Linked DNA regions of Sander lucioperca: region 1 is linked to region 2. The links are chromatin contacts, called in public Hi-C maps. All regions are on one chromosome and are shown on one strand. The core of a region is the stretch at or near the end of the contact, and the rest is flanking DNA. Distances in the headings are between cores, read along the strand shown.

The links. Hi-C and Micro-C count contacts between places; a contact is called where the count stands out from the background.
Region 1: a Hi-C map of liver shows a contact between it and region 2, with 7 times the contacts expected there. The contact joins the promoter of ccdc88b here to the promoter of macrod1 in region 2. A contact is called at or near these places in 2 of 2 Hi-C or Micro-C datasets (liver and muscle).

Annotation. Positions count from the first base shown.
Region 1 is chr1:30,796,733-30,803,611 of SLUC_FBN_1.2, reverse strand. It overlaps ccdc88b (coiled-coil domain containing 88A), which reads left to right and starts at 5,447. Exons shown (of 28, transcript XM_031303268.2): 1 at 5,447-5,468. rom1b (rod outer segment membrane protein 1b) reads left to right here. Exons shown (of 5, transcript XM_031303269.2): 2 at 96-338; 3 at 1,061-1,248; 4 at 1,769-2,015; 5 at 2,954-4,199. The coding sequence ends at 3,205.
Region 2 is chr1:30,624,076-30,630,749 of SLUC_FBN_1.2, reverse strand. macrod1 (ADP-ribose glycohydrolase MACROD1) reads right to left here and starts at 4,520. Exons shown (of 9, transcript XM_031303028.2): 1 at 3,946-4,520; 2 at 1,927-2,025; 3 at 1,246-1,353. The coding sequence starts at 4,363. fermt3b (fermitin family homolog 3b) reads left to right here and starts at 5,665. Exons shown (of 17, transcript XM_036002102.1): 1 at 5,665-5,849.

The DNA of each region.
Region 1 (6,879 bases), core at 4,198-6,697, 170 kb before region 2:
TGCTAAAGTGTGTAGAGGAAATGACAAAGTGACCCACAGTTGGCTGCTGCTCTTGTGGCTGCTATTATCTTTGACTGTGCTCTTCCTTTCTTGAGGTGATGGACAACACAGAGATCCACGTGGTGCCCAACATCCTGATGATGGTGGGCCTGGCCTCCATCGGCACCAACTGGGTTGCCAGTCGCGCATGTCAGGACTCCTTGGACGCAACCCGCTTCCCACGTTGGAAAGTTTTCCTGCTGGCTTGGTTTGCTGTAGCTGCAGTGCTCTGTTGTTTGCTCATCGCTGTTGTGGTGCTCAGCTACGCCCTGCAGGGAAGCCTGGAGGAGTCCCTGAAGGTGGGGGTCACTAGTAATGATCAGAGGGTGACAGGTCAAGGGGTAGAGTAGGTGTTAGCATGCCAACTATTAGGAATTATAGACAGTTAGGCAACATATTCCAAACTTGGCCCCTTAACCACACCCACTTCAGCACCATAGATGGGGCCCCCCCTGGGCATGGGGCCGGGGTCATCTGTACCCTTTGACCCCCTCTGACAGTGGGCCTGGATGTCAGTATGGCCTTATAGCGATTGGTCCCATAACAGGATGGTGTTTTCTGATCCTCAAGCAAAACACAAAATCAAACCTGCTCCCCCCTAAGCTGCTGTGTCTGAAAGAGACTGCCAACTGTGAAGATGAAGAAGAAAAGTTTAGTGGGTTAAGGCTACAGAGAAAATGGCTCATATTCCTGCAAGTTGATCAATTAAAACCAATTAAAAAGTGAATGATTAAAGGTCTCACTCTTGTTAAAGGTTGCAATGAGACCAGAAAAAGACAGTTTTCACATCTGTAAGAGATGTCAATTAATTAAGTTGCAATGCGAAAGAATTTAAACAACAAACCAGACAGCATTTAATATAAACAGGTTTCAAATACCTAGACCTAGTTAAATCTTTTAACAGACATAAACAGAAAACAGCTGCATCTTTGACATACAGTACGGTAAAACCATTCTCGAAAACATCAGATAACCCCCCCCCCCCCTTCTGTCTCATTTACTCTTCTGTCTTCACTGTCAGGTGGGCCTGAGGAATGGTATTCGGTTCTACAAGGACACAGATGTGCCAGGCCGCTGTTTTCAGAAAGAGACCATTGATCGTCTGCAGATGGAGTTTCGCTGTTGTGGGAACAGCAACTTCAAGGATTGGTTTGAAGTTCAGTGGGTCAACAACAGATACCTAGACTTCACCTCCAAGGACGTCAAGGAGTGAGTGAATCACAATACAGGGAGCAGCAGGTTATGCCATGCAGGGAATTGAGAGGATGAATGAGAAGAAACTGGACTGATGAGGGGTATACAGGAAAGAGCAGATAAATCTAGTTGAATGGCAGATAAGTAGACTTCACATCCAAAAAGGTCAAACAAACTGTTAGAGGGGAGAAAGAGGGGATGGAGGGAGAAAGGGAATGATTTGAAGGTAGAAGAATAGTGTATTAAAAATAGATATGGCCTTTACTTTTGAAGCAAATGACAGAAACGGATAGAAACGTGGGTCAAAGATGAAATAAATGAAAAGGAATGAGTAAATAGAAAGGTTGTGACATGATAAGACTTGTAGAAAGGCACTGCTCATTTCTCACTAATTTTAAGTATGTATTGACCTGAAAGTCAGGCCTTTAACTTCCTCACCTCATTTCTTTCTCTCTCCTCTTCTCTCATTTCTGTCTTTTTTTTAATCTGTTTCCATCATCTGTTTTCTCATTGTCCCTCCCTTCTCTGTCTCCAGTCGTATCCGGAGTAACGTGGACGGCCGTTACCTGTTGGATGGCGTTCCTTTCAGCTGCTGTAACCCCGCCTCCCCTCGCCCCTGCCTGCAGCTGCAACTGACCGATAACAGCGCCCACTACAACTACGAGTACCAATCAGAGGAACTCAACCTGTACAGCCGCGGCTGTAGGCAGGCTCTGACTGACTACTTCATGGAGCTGATGAATTCAACTGGTCCTGGTGTGCTGTCAGTCGTATTAATACAGGTAGGATACATGATGGCATGAACATAAACACTTCTATTATTCAGTGATTTGTGGTAAAGAGGAAATACAGTAATTAACCAAGGCACAGAGCGTTAACTGAATATTTACATACACACACACACACACACACACACACACACACACACGCACACACACACACACACACACACACACGCACACACACACACACACACACACACACACACACACACACACACACGCACACACACACACACACACACACACACACACACACACACACACACACACACACACACACAAAGATACTAGAATGATTATCTGTGGAAAGCTGTCCAGAATGTTATGCTACGCTCCTCTACATTTTTAAATAATGGTTTTATTTAACGCAGTGACTGCCATGACATCCACCACTCTGACACACATTGATTTCTGTCTTTTAATCAAACGTGTACTTTCACTCCTTTGCCAAATAACAGTAGGCTTATTGATGGCACATTCTCTTCAAATAACCAACAAGACTGCAGGCTGGAACAGGACACCCATACACATGTTTTACAGTGCATCATTAAACACCGTCTACAGCTAACCAAACAATCTATACTTTTAAATGCAGCAGCTCAGTATGGGATTTTTCTAGTCCAACACGATAGGGGTAGATGGCTGCCATGTGAAAAGGAAGATCAAACAAAAAGGAAGAGGAAGCATGAGATAAAAGTAATAATAATTTTCGTACAGTCCCTAACCCATTATCCTATAAAAGTGTGAATGTTTGTAATACTGATTCTAATCTTCATGCGTGCAATCCTGCAGCAAAACATAATCATTGATATGATCGTTTTAATTCTTAGGACATCAGTTTTTGTGATCCGATCAAACCATTTGACCATCTCATTAGGTAACAAACACCAAATGAAATGAAGCTTTTACATGATCTTGATTGCTTTTTTTCTGTCCAGCTGTCCGTTTGTCTGAGCCTGCGGTACCTGCAGACGGCCGTGGAAGGAGCTATGGCTCTGGAGGACCCAGAGGGCGACAGTGAGGGTTATCTCCTGGAGAAGGGTGTGAAGGAAACCATTGAGGACCTCAAAGCCAATGCCCTGAAGATGCTAAAGTTTGGGCAGGTTGACCCCAACGCTGCCGAAGGGTCCTCTGAGGCTGCAGATGCCGAGAAAGCTGAGAAGACTGCGTCCCCTACTCCTGCCAGTTAGAGGGGAGACATTATTTAAATAAGAGCTGTGGTGAAAGGGATTCAGGGGGGATGTGTTTGAGATTTCTTGGTTGTGTGAGTTGTGTGAGTTGTGTGAGTTGGCAGGTGGCAGGTACAACACCAGTTGAGTTTTGACATGTTAGGTTTGAGTTACGCTTCACCAATGCAGCAGCCACAGCTGTCTCGCACATGGCCAAAACAAGGCAACAAATAGGGAATCTTATCAGGCCCTCCACAGACACCAAAACAAACTCCTCTATGCAGGACCTCATCAATGTGTAACCATCAAAGAATCTGCTCAGGAGATAGTAGGCTACTTTTTGTTGTAACTAGAAGAGAGAACATTCAGTTTAAAGTGGTGTAGCTGTCACACACACCAACAGACACATATTTAACACTTTTTGACATTTGGCTCTAATTTGGCAAAGTCACAATTCGCACAATGCTTAAGGTCCTCACATGTGCACTGTAATATTCATCCCAGGGCTGTAGTGTTTGTACTGAACTGCAATGAAATGCTTAGGAAGCTGTTAAAATGGCACATGAATTATATATTAAAGGTAGAAGTTTTAACTGTTTTGCAGTGTGGGCTTTTTTACATGTAATATAATAGAGTAGGGAATTTTTCCTAAGTATGGGTTATCTGAGTTCAGCAAGGAGAGTTGGATTAAGTGTGTGTGTGTGTGTGTGTGTGTATATATGTGCATGAGTGTGAGTGTGGTGCCCTATATGAAACTGTCATCTTGTCTATTGTGACAGCTCGGAAACAATCTGATAATCCCGGTGTGGTTAATCCCAAAACTGCTGCACAAGCAGCATCAGCACACAGGAACACACTCTGTCATACAGGGACAGAAACAGCACACTGATGCAACATGTTGGAAGTTATTTTTGAAAGCAAAACCGTTTGTAAATGCTTTTTTTTTTTGCAAATAATATAACATTGTGATCTGCCCTAGCTATCCAAATGTGTTCTTAAATAAAACACTGTCACGTAATAAGGTTAATGAATGTTTCATTTTAGCAGATAAACATGCTTTAAGTGGTCGCAGAAATACATATTTCTTTCATTAAAAAACAGAAGCTGATAAAAGAGTGCGGATGAAAGTTTTCAGGCTTAGTCACATCTTTTAAAAATATTACCTGTAATAATCCAACTATTAACATTACAGTACAGGACAATGGGAGATAGAAGGTTACTTGCTGTAGTTTTCTTAGACAAATACGAAAAAAACAAAGTGAATGAATTAATGAAAACAAAACCCCAAAAATAAAATTAAAATAGAATTCCCAGGAGGGTAATTAAGTGAAAGATGACACATATTATGGACCATTTGTGTAGGCCTACATACAAAGGAGAACATACAAGTGTACACATACCACATTCATAATGATGTTTACATGGCAACAATAAACCCACATCACAGCTAGAATGAGTCTCTACAAATTGACAGTGTGGTGGAAGAAGTATTCAGACCCTTTACTTAAGGAAAAGTCCTAATACCACAGTGTAAAAAATACTCCGTTACAAGTAAAAGTCCTGAATTGAAAATATTACTTAAGTAAAAGTAAGTATCATCAGGAAAATGTAGCCTACTTAAAGTTTTAAAAGTAAAAGTACTTAATGCAGAAAAATCAACAACAGTTCTGTCAATCAACTAAGTGTATAATCGGATAAGCCTTTCAGTTGGATATAATAAAACATTGTATTTTATAAACTACATGTGTTTTACATGCAAAAATCTTAATTTGTAAAGTAACAAGTAGGCTAACAAAAGCTGTCAGATTAATGTAGTGGAGTAAAAAGTGCATTTTCCTCGGGTAGAAAGTAGAAAGTGGCCTGAAAAGACTCAAGTGAAGTACAAGTACCTCAAATGTGTACTTAAGTAAAATACTTGAGCAAATGTACTTAGTTACATTCCACCACTGCAAATTGACACATACTGTAGGCTACTGCAGATACAGACATAGACCTGCAAGAAGAGTACAGGAAATGCAGCACCTAAATAAAAGTAGGGCTGCTTGGTTACACTTCCTCCCAGCGATTTTGTTATGGAAATAATGATGTAATGCATCATTTTTAAATGGGCAATTAGGAACTTTAATTTTAAACCGCCAGGGTTCGCTATTGCACAGTGTTTAAATGTGGCTTGCATTTTTAAGTTATTTGTGTGGACATGGAGCAACAGTGACAACACTACAGCTCTGACAACTTTAAGTATTAACTGCAGTCAAAACCTTCGTCATTTTCACCGGAAAAACCTGTAAGTTATTGAGCAGAAATAACACAAAAGCCAACATTACCATATAGCCGTTTGAAATAATAGATGGCATTCATTCAGATGTGTCAAATATGAAAAATTGGTTATGTTGTCATATCGTTTTTAAAGCATACAACATAAAACGAGCCCTAAATCTCCAGTGTCCAAATCAAGATTAGATTATCTGTGTATGTTAGCCAATGTGTGGAGGGCGTGTAAAGATGTCGGCTCAAAAAAAGAAAAAGAAAAAAAGAAGCAACGTGCGTTTTGAAAATTCCGGTGTGGTTTTGCAATGAAACTGTCACATAGTCATAGAGGAAGAGACAGCGAGGTGGAGGGAGGGGAAGGGCCGCAGAAACGTCAAACTAGCCTACTTCACTTGAAGCAAGATGGATTCTAGAACTTAGTGTTGATCATCTTTTTAATTAGTCTTCTGTAGTGTTTCACAGCTCTCGTAACATAACAATGGACTCTAACATTATGGAGATAATAGAGGAATTCATGGAAAGTGCGTTGGTGCAATGGGTACGTCATTTATCATTTATCACTTCCAGTTAGAGAAAAGGTCATCATTTCTAGAGGCAGAGAAAGGAGAATAAAACAGGCGGCTTCTGTGGAAACTGTGTAGAAATCCGCTTTGGACAATGCAATAAAACATTATTTCCAGTCACAAATACTTATGACATTGTATCTTTTAGAGAAGCCTGCTTTCCATTTCTATTCACCCAAATAACTGTAAAAGTAGGAGTTGAATAAACAGCAAAACATAGCCTTGATACTGCTTTCTGGCTGTTTTGTAGCTACAGCAAAACAAACACCCTACTTCTCCTTTTGGCAGCTTCCCTTGCCTCTTAATGACCAGTTTTGTTTCTTCTCCTAAGCCTTGATACTTCCGTGTCCTTGGGCTTTTATCTACTGTGTATTCAAGAGAATATAGTCTCACTAAATCCAGATGAAGATGTGTTGTATTTGTAACAGACTGAATTTCCAGCTGGGTTTTCCACATGGGAAACCAATCAGCCCATGGAGATTTTCCCCCATTCTGGTCAATGAACAGTATTTACAATATAATGTGATACTGTGCAGAACCTTGAAGGGTTATTTTCTTTGTTGTTGCCCTACACCAAAGAGGGAGTCAGTGGCCAGGTTCATCAGGATGCCTGCAGCTGGCAGGGGTTTACTATTTGCTCAAGGGCACTTCAGCAGGTTGATTAATCACTGAGCTTTCACCCTGCTTCACAATATGTTGGACATCCGCACCCTGTTCACACTGTCGCACAGCGTCTCAAGCTGCTCTACCTCACCTTATCAGCTGATCCAACTCGAGCTTGTTACTCTGTTAACCGACAGTGCAGTTTTTAGAAGGTGCAGGTGGGAATAAACCTCATTATATTGCAGTTTGCATTGGCACAGC
Region 2 (6,674 bases), core at 3,271-5,770:
GTATTGATATTTTAATTATAATTAACCTAGGAACAAATTAATTTTCTTATTGTCTGCAAGTCATTTAAAAAACATTTCACCACATTAAAAATGATTTTCTGTCAGAACAACTTTTAATTTATTTTAGTATGTTTTCATGTCAGCTGAGACAATTAGTCAATATATCAATTCAAACTTATTTGGCAACAATTTGATCACCAATTAACTATATAAATATATATGTCATAAAATGTTTGAACAAAGCAAAAATAGCAAATATGGTAAACAATAATTATTGTAAATTGAATATCTTTGGGTTTTGGATTGTCAGTCCAAAAAATGAAATAAGATATTTGAAGACGTAATTTTTAAATATTTTTCGACATCTCATAGACTTAACAAAAAATGGATTGGTCGGAAAAAAATCAACACGTTTACTGGTAATGAAAATAATCATAAGATGCAGCAGTAGCCACCAGTTGCAAAAATGCAACAACAAATAAATTAGAGTTTTGTTTGGTTGTGATAACGGATGGTGTCCCCAGAACAAATGGCTAGGGCAGACTACATAGACAGGACAAAAAATAAACAATGATTCTTAAGGACCTTTAATAAAACAAATCACACTATTTGTGTATACATGCAGAATGTCCCATATATTTTAAGACTTTATAGTATCATAAACTACTCTTATGGTGTGATATCCAAACTACAATTACCGCCTCATGGTTGTATGCTGTTGTAAGCAGTCAAGTTGCAGTCAAGTTACATCCATGTCTGTCCAGACTCATAATATATATATTGAAGATTTTGTATTTATGTTTACTGTATGTACTTTAAAGACAACATTACAGTACAGACCTGTTGGTAACCATTTGTCCCTCCCACATCCTGAGAAAACAACATGCCCATAATGGGCACCAACTGTCTCACGTTGTTTGTGCTAAATTTATATACAGTCCATTCACACGGATGCACAAACAGACTGCGCTCAGTTTAGCACCATGTTTTTAATCCATAATTCTTTCTCTTATTTCCCCACTGGTTGGCTTTCTTCTTCATATTGTTCTTGTGCATGTGTTTTTTTTTTTATTCCCCTGCTGGATTTTACATTTGTTGCAAAACAGAGGAAATAAAATGATGTTTCATCTTGTTTTTCATTTTATTTTATCATGTGTGAAATATGATCACTGGGGACCATGTTGGATGACTATCTACACACTGCTCCAACTAAAAACAAACACTTACTCATTTAAACACACATACCTGCATTGACAATAGCGTCTATCTCCAACTTGGTGATGTCACCGCTGTAGAGGGAAATCTTCTTGTCCAACTTTTCATTCTTCTGGTAGAGAGTTTGTTCAGAACCGCCTGATAATGAGACACACACAAGAAGCTCAGCGCAAGTTCATTCAGGAAGACTATTTTAATGCTTCATTCACAATTCTCTCTCACTCTCTTCTTCGTCTTAATCAGCTGATTATGGATGTTTTAGTTAAACCAATCAGATTTTGCACAACCTCCATCAGCCAATTATGTCGCTGCTGTCAAACCTTAAATCTGTTTTCCTCTCTGCTGCTGTCAGCTGTCATTTTAAATCGTTGTGGCCCTTCTCCTCATCAGAAGTCCACCTCCTCATGTTACATTGCATCTAATGTCAGCATATTCATCTTTTGCTTTGTGTATGCCTAATTTTGTTTATTTGCCTGCATCAGAAGGTTATATTATATATAAATATATTTATATTTTGCATGCAATGTGCTACCAGCTCTCTTTACGTTATGTTCCTAATTTAGACAGTGCTTTGATGTGATGTGGCCAAACATCAGATAACACTAGTGAAAGTATTCATGTCTTTGCATCACTCCGGTAAAGTCTCACCAGCACCACCACCCAACCCTGAATGATCTTGACAGTGACTTTGACTGATGTTGGGTGTCTGACCTGCGGTGGGAGTCCAGACTGAGATGTCGGCCAGTGGCACGAAGTTAGACGTCCTGTAGTACTCACGCCTGTCTGTCTCAGACAGAGACAGCAAGAAGTCTGATAGAGACAACAGAGAAAGAGAGTGGAAGACAGTGATTGGTTAGCTAGATATAAAATAAATAGTTTGTAAAGTATTTATTTACGTTAAGGAACAGAGAAATAGTATTTTTTGCATACCAGACTGAAGAAAAGCTTGATGAAGACAAAAAAATAGCTCATGCATACCCACCTTATTTTTACGGTCTATGATACCCACCTAATGAACATTTACATTCCTACATAAAACCTAACGCATATTATAAGATTACAGTACCCTAAAAGTACTTAATGGTCTTTGTGCAGCTTTTGCACTCAAATTCCAGTTTGCTTAAGTACAGATTTACTTTATGAAGACAAGCAAAATACTGCGAAACATTTCATAAGCTTACATATGATAGAAGGTAGCCTACTTTACTTTAGGGCTGAAGCGTTAAAGGACAATTCCGGCGCAAAACGAACCTAGGGGTTAATAACAGATGTGTACCCACTCTGTCGTTCTCTGGGACATGTTTTCATGCTAATCGATTGTGTTTGTAGCTTGAACGAAGCTAGCGCGGACCGCTGATTAGCTTACAACGCTAGTATTCGGGGCACAGGGAAAGTAAAAATAAATCGCTATTTCTACCACTAAAAAGGCTCAAAATATCACCACACTTCAACGGTAGCATAGTGAGGGTCCCTACATGTTAACCAAAGCATTGAGAACTTTGTAAGTGTACGGACAGTTTATTGAACGAAGAGCTGCGGGAGCTCTGTGAAAGGGCTAGGAGAGAGAGAGAGCTACCGGTAGTCAATGCCACAACACAGCCTCATACTTCAGGAAACTGGTGGTGTACCTGTGGACATTGTGAAGCTATGGCCACCGAACAGGAGTGTCCCACAGGAGTGGGACCTGTTACGGCGCAACACCCAAGAGACGCAGTGTTTTATACAGTCTGAAGATTTCCCCTCTCTGATAAACAGGGCTGTACTTGAAACTTTTTTCCATGTCCCAAAAATAAATTGGAGATGGCGACCCAGACCGGAGGGACCAGATGGACAGTTATCCACTGAGTAAGTACACTAGACAAGTTATGTTTTACATCGTTGCGATTATTTCAGATATATTGAGCAAATTGCTTTTGATTTTAGTTTGCATCACCAGCTGTAAGTCATGACTGGTTTCCCGAAGTACGAGGCTGTGAAAAATAGCGATTTATTTTTACTTTCCCTGTGCCCCGAATACTAGCGTTGTAAGCTAATCAGCGGTCCGCGCTAGTTTCGTTCAAGCTCCAAACTCATTTGATAGCATGAAAACATGTCCCAGAGAACGACAGAGTGGGTACACATCTGTTGTTAACCCCTAGGTTCGTTTTGCGCCCGGAATTGTCCTTTAAGTCAACAGTGATTTCTGATTTATTGCATGACTCATTTTTTAGAAAGAAGAAAAAACAAATATTTGCGAGTTGCAGTTTCTTAAACTCAACTAATTTGCTTGCTTTTCTCCATTGCATATTATTATCAAATTAATAGTTTTTTTAATCAAAAGATCATCTTGGGCTAGATAAGAATTTAAAATGATCATTGTGCAACCCAAAAGCATATCATTACTTTGTACTGACTTACATTGTGTATTATATATTGAATTTATAGTGTAATATAAAACTCTACTTTGATATTACAGAAGACAAATCTCTACAACCAATTTTACTCTTTCAGGTCTAATGTTTGTATGGACTTGCTGCGTTGCTGTGATAATTGTTTGGTATCATCCATTTTAAGAGCATATAGGGTAGCTAGTTTTTATTCTTTTAGGGTAGCTAGTTTTTATTCTTTTGTCTTGTGCCAACTCAGGCAAAAACAGCTGGACAGGTGTTTAGTTTGATGACAAAGCACACTGCATGAAGCCATTGCAAAAATTCAATTTTAATCCTCTCGGCCTTGGTTGAACAGTCTCACCTTTGGTCTCCTTCCAGTCTCCCTCAGCGGAGTTCAGTTTAACTTTGCGGTCCATGGCAGTAACTGTTCCGGTGTGGAGAGAATGGACCAAAGCGACTGTGCTCACTCCGAGGGCGGCACCGAGGGCTACCTTGCCTAGCCAACCTCTCATCCCCCGGGGTGAGGAGGAGGCGTTCCCCTGGTTGGACTTCAAAAGTGCTGCTGTCGTTGTTGAAAACTTCTCAGCTCGGAGGGCAGCGTTAATATGGCCGCGGACAGGACTTTTTTCTGGCTTTCCTCCCAGCCGCAGGCTTCCAGGAGTTAAAATGTGTTTGAACTTGACACCGGCTCCCTGGAAGTCAGCGCGGACACGGGACAGAGGGCCAGTGCACAGCGGGGCTCTGATATATGAAAATAGAGCTGATATTTGCAGTGCCATGCCGAGTGACGCCGAGGGGGCTAACGGTTCGTGTTACTACATCTTCACGGGGATCAGTGTCAGCCACACCGTGTGGTTAGGTTTCGTTTTCGGTACGAACACTGATGATAAATGTCAGTTAGTTCTCATGTGCCATTTTTGTTATGGAAGTTTCACATGTGGAATGTACCATTTATAAGGGTTGCCAGTTGGCTGTCGCTAAACAACACATTTTAAAACGTGTCAATAAGCGTTAGTGCGGTATCCAGGCCTGTGTTTACGGATTAATATTATTATCAGTGAAAAGGGTATGCGACAACGTGACCAGCGCTGCTCTATTGTAAATCTAACACTGAATGTCAACCCCCGACTTAGATGGCATGAGAAAGCCGGAGCCAACAACCACACGCCTCCTTCAAGACTGTTGGAAATATTGGAATTACAAGACGAGGGTACACTCATAGACTGAATATACAGTCTATGGGTACACTGGGCGACCAAATAAGCAAATACTAGTAAACTAGTAAATACAAAAGTAAGCAGGACGTGGGAGAATTAATATATCACCGATTCTACAAAAATAGCTCGGCTCGTAATATTATTACGAGACCAGATACACTGAGTATTGACACTTTATTTAACATAGTGTTTACATGTGTAGTTTTCATATACCGGTATGTCGGTCTTCGTACAAACTGTTTTTGCCCAATAACGACACCCCGAAGGAAAATGTCGCCCCCTTGCGGATTTTAGGCGTACAATGCCAGGAACATTTGGTCATGTTTCTAGAATTATTTTCCCCCAATCAAACAAGTAAGCAAATTAATATGTGATGAAATCAAGATAATCTGGATTTATTAGTAATATTATTAGGCTATTATTATAATTAGGCCTACCAATATGCTGTCTATTTTAGAAGTGGAGATGAAGATGTAGTTATTCGCTCTCAATGATAAACATTTTCCTATTTATTCTTTACTTTGCACGTCAACAAAAGCTGCTGCTAAAATTTTGGATCCGTAACCCACACCATAAAACTATATTGCTGATTATGCAACAAACGAAATATGATCACTAATCAATCTAGTGTATGTGTGCTTGCAATTCTCAAGAAAAGGGAAACAAAAGACAAAGAGGGAGGAGAGCAATAATGTGTGTTGTCTGTCCATTTAATATCTATCAAGCCTCCCACATATGCTATGAATACACACACACACACACACACACACACGAACATTGCCTTTATGCATCACACAGCCTGTCAGTCAAAGCTCTTTTCACATTTCCGCCCGGCGGAAACTGACAAAAAAAGGAACAAGCCTTTCTTGACAGAAGTGACACAAGCAGCGCAGACACAGCCTCACAAACCACAACCTGCCCAGCCCGAGAGAGGAGAAACTGCTACACTTTTTCACCGAAAACTTGGGAAACTTCTTCAGAGATCTGACAGAGGCACAAGAGTCCCCCAGTTTCCACTTCTCAAAACCTTGGACAGAGGAGCCTGACGGTATTGTCTTTTAAGCTCGTGTGTGTGTGTGTGTGTGTGTGTGTGTGTGTGTGTGTGTGTGTGTGTGTGTGTGTGTGTGTGTGTGTGTAAGGTAGAAAGCAAAAGGACAAAGAGTGTTAAGGCAGCATGTGTACATGTGAGGCTTCTGTATTAAATATAAAGATGTGGGGTCATTTATTAGGCCACATCATTCAACAAAATATAATGTAAGAAGTGAACTGGTCATAGATCAGAACTTATATTCAGAAACATGCAGATAAAGAAAGTTTAGGCCTCAAAAAGAGGTAAGGAGGGTTCCAGGCATGTCATCTAGTCATTCTTATGCCATTGTATGTGATATTAGACGTTGAAAATACAGATACATTTTAATCCTTAAATGTAATTTATTTAAGATTGGCTGTCATACACATGCAGTTGGCATTGGATGAACCTCTCCCCTTCGGCGGGTCAGAAAGCGGAAGTGTGTCCCTGATTTGTTGATAGTTCAAGTCAGAAACAGGAAGTGCTCATCAAACTGGACATGTTGCCTATATCACTCTTAGAAGGGTTGTGTTAAAAAATGACACAAAAAATGTGTTGTTACACATTTTACACATTTTGTGTGAATATCAACATAAGATGTGTAAAAATGCATAAAAATATCTTAACACACTGCATGCATTGGACAATTTAACACAATTGATGTGTTATTTTCAGTCCAACAACAGCCTCACTAAAAACAAGTGTCTCAGTAACTATGTGTTGGTCCTGTTTTTATGTTACTCAATTAAATTGTAGGTCTATATCAACTATAAAAGCCAAATGACATGTCCAGTTATTGGTCTT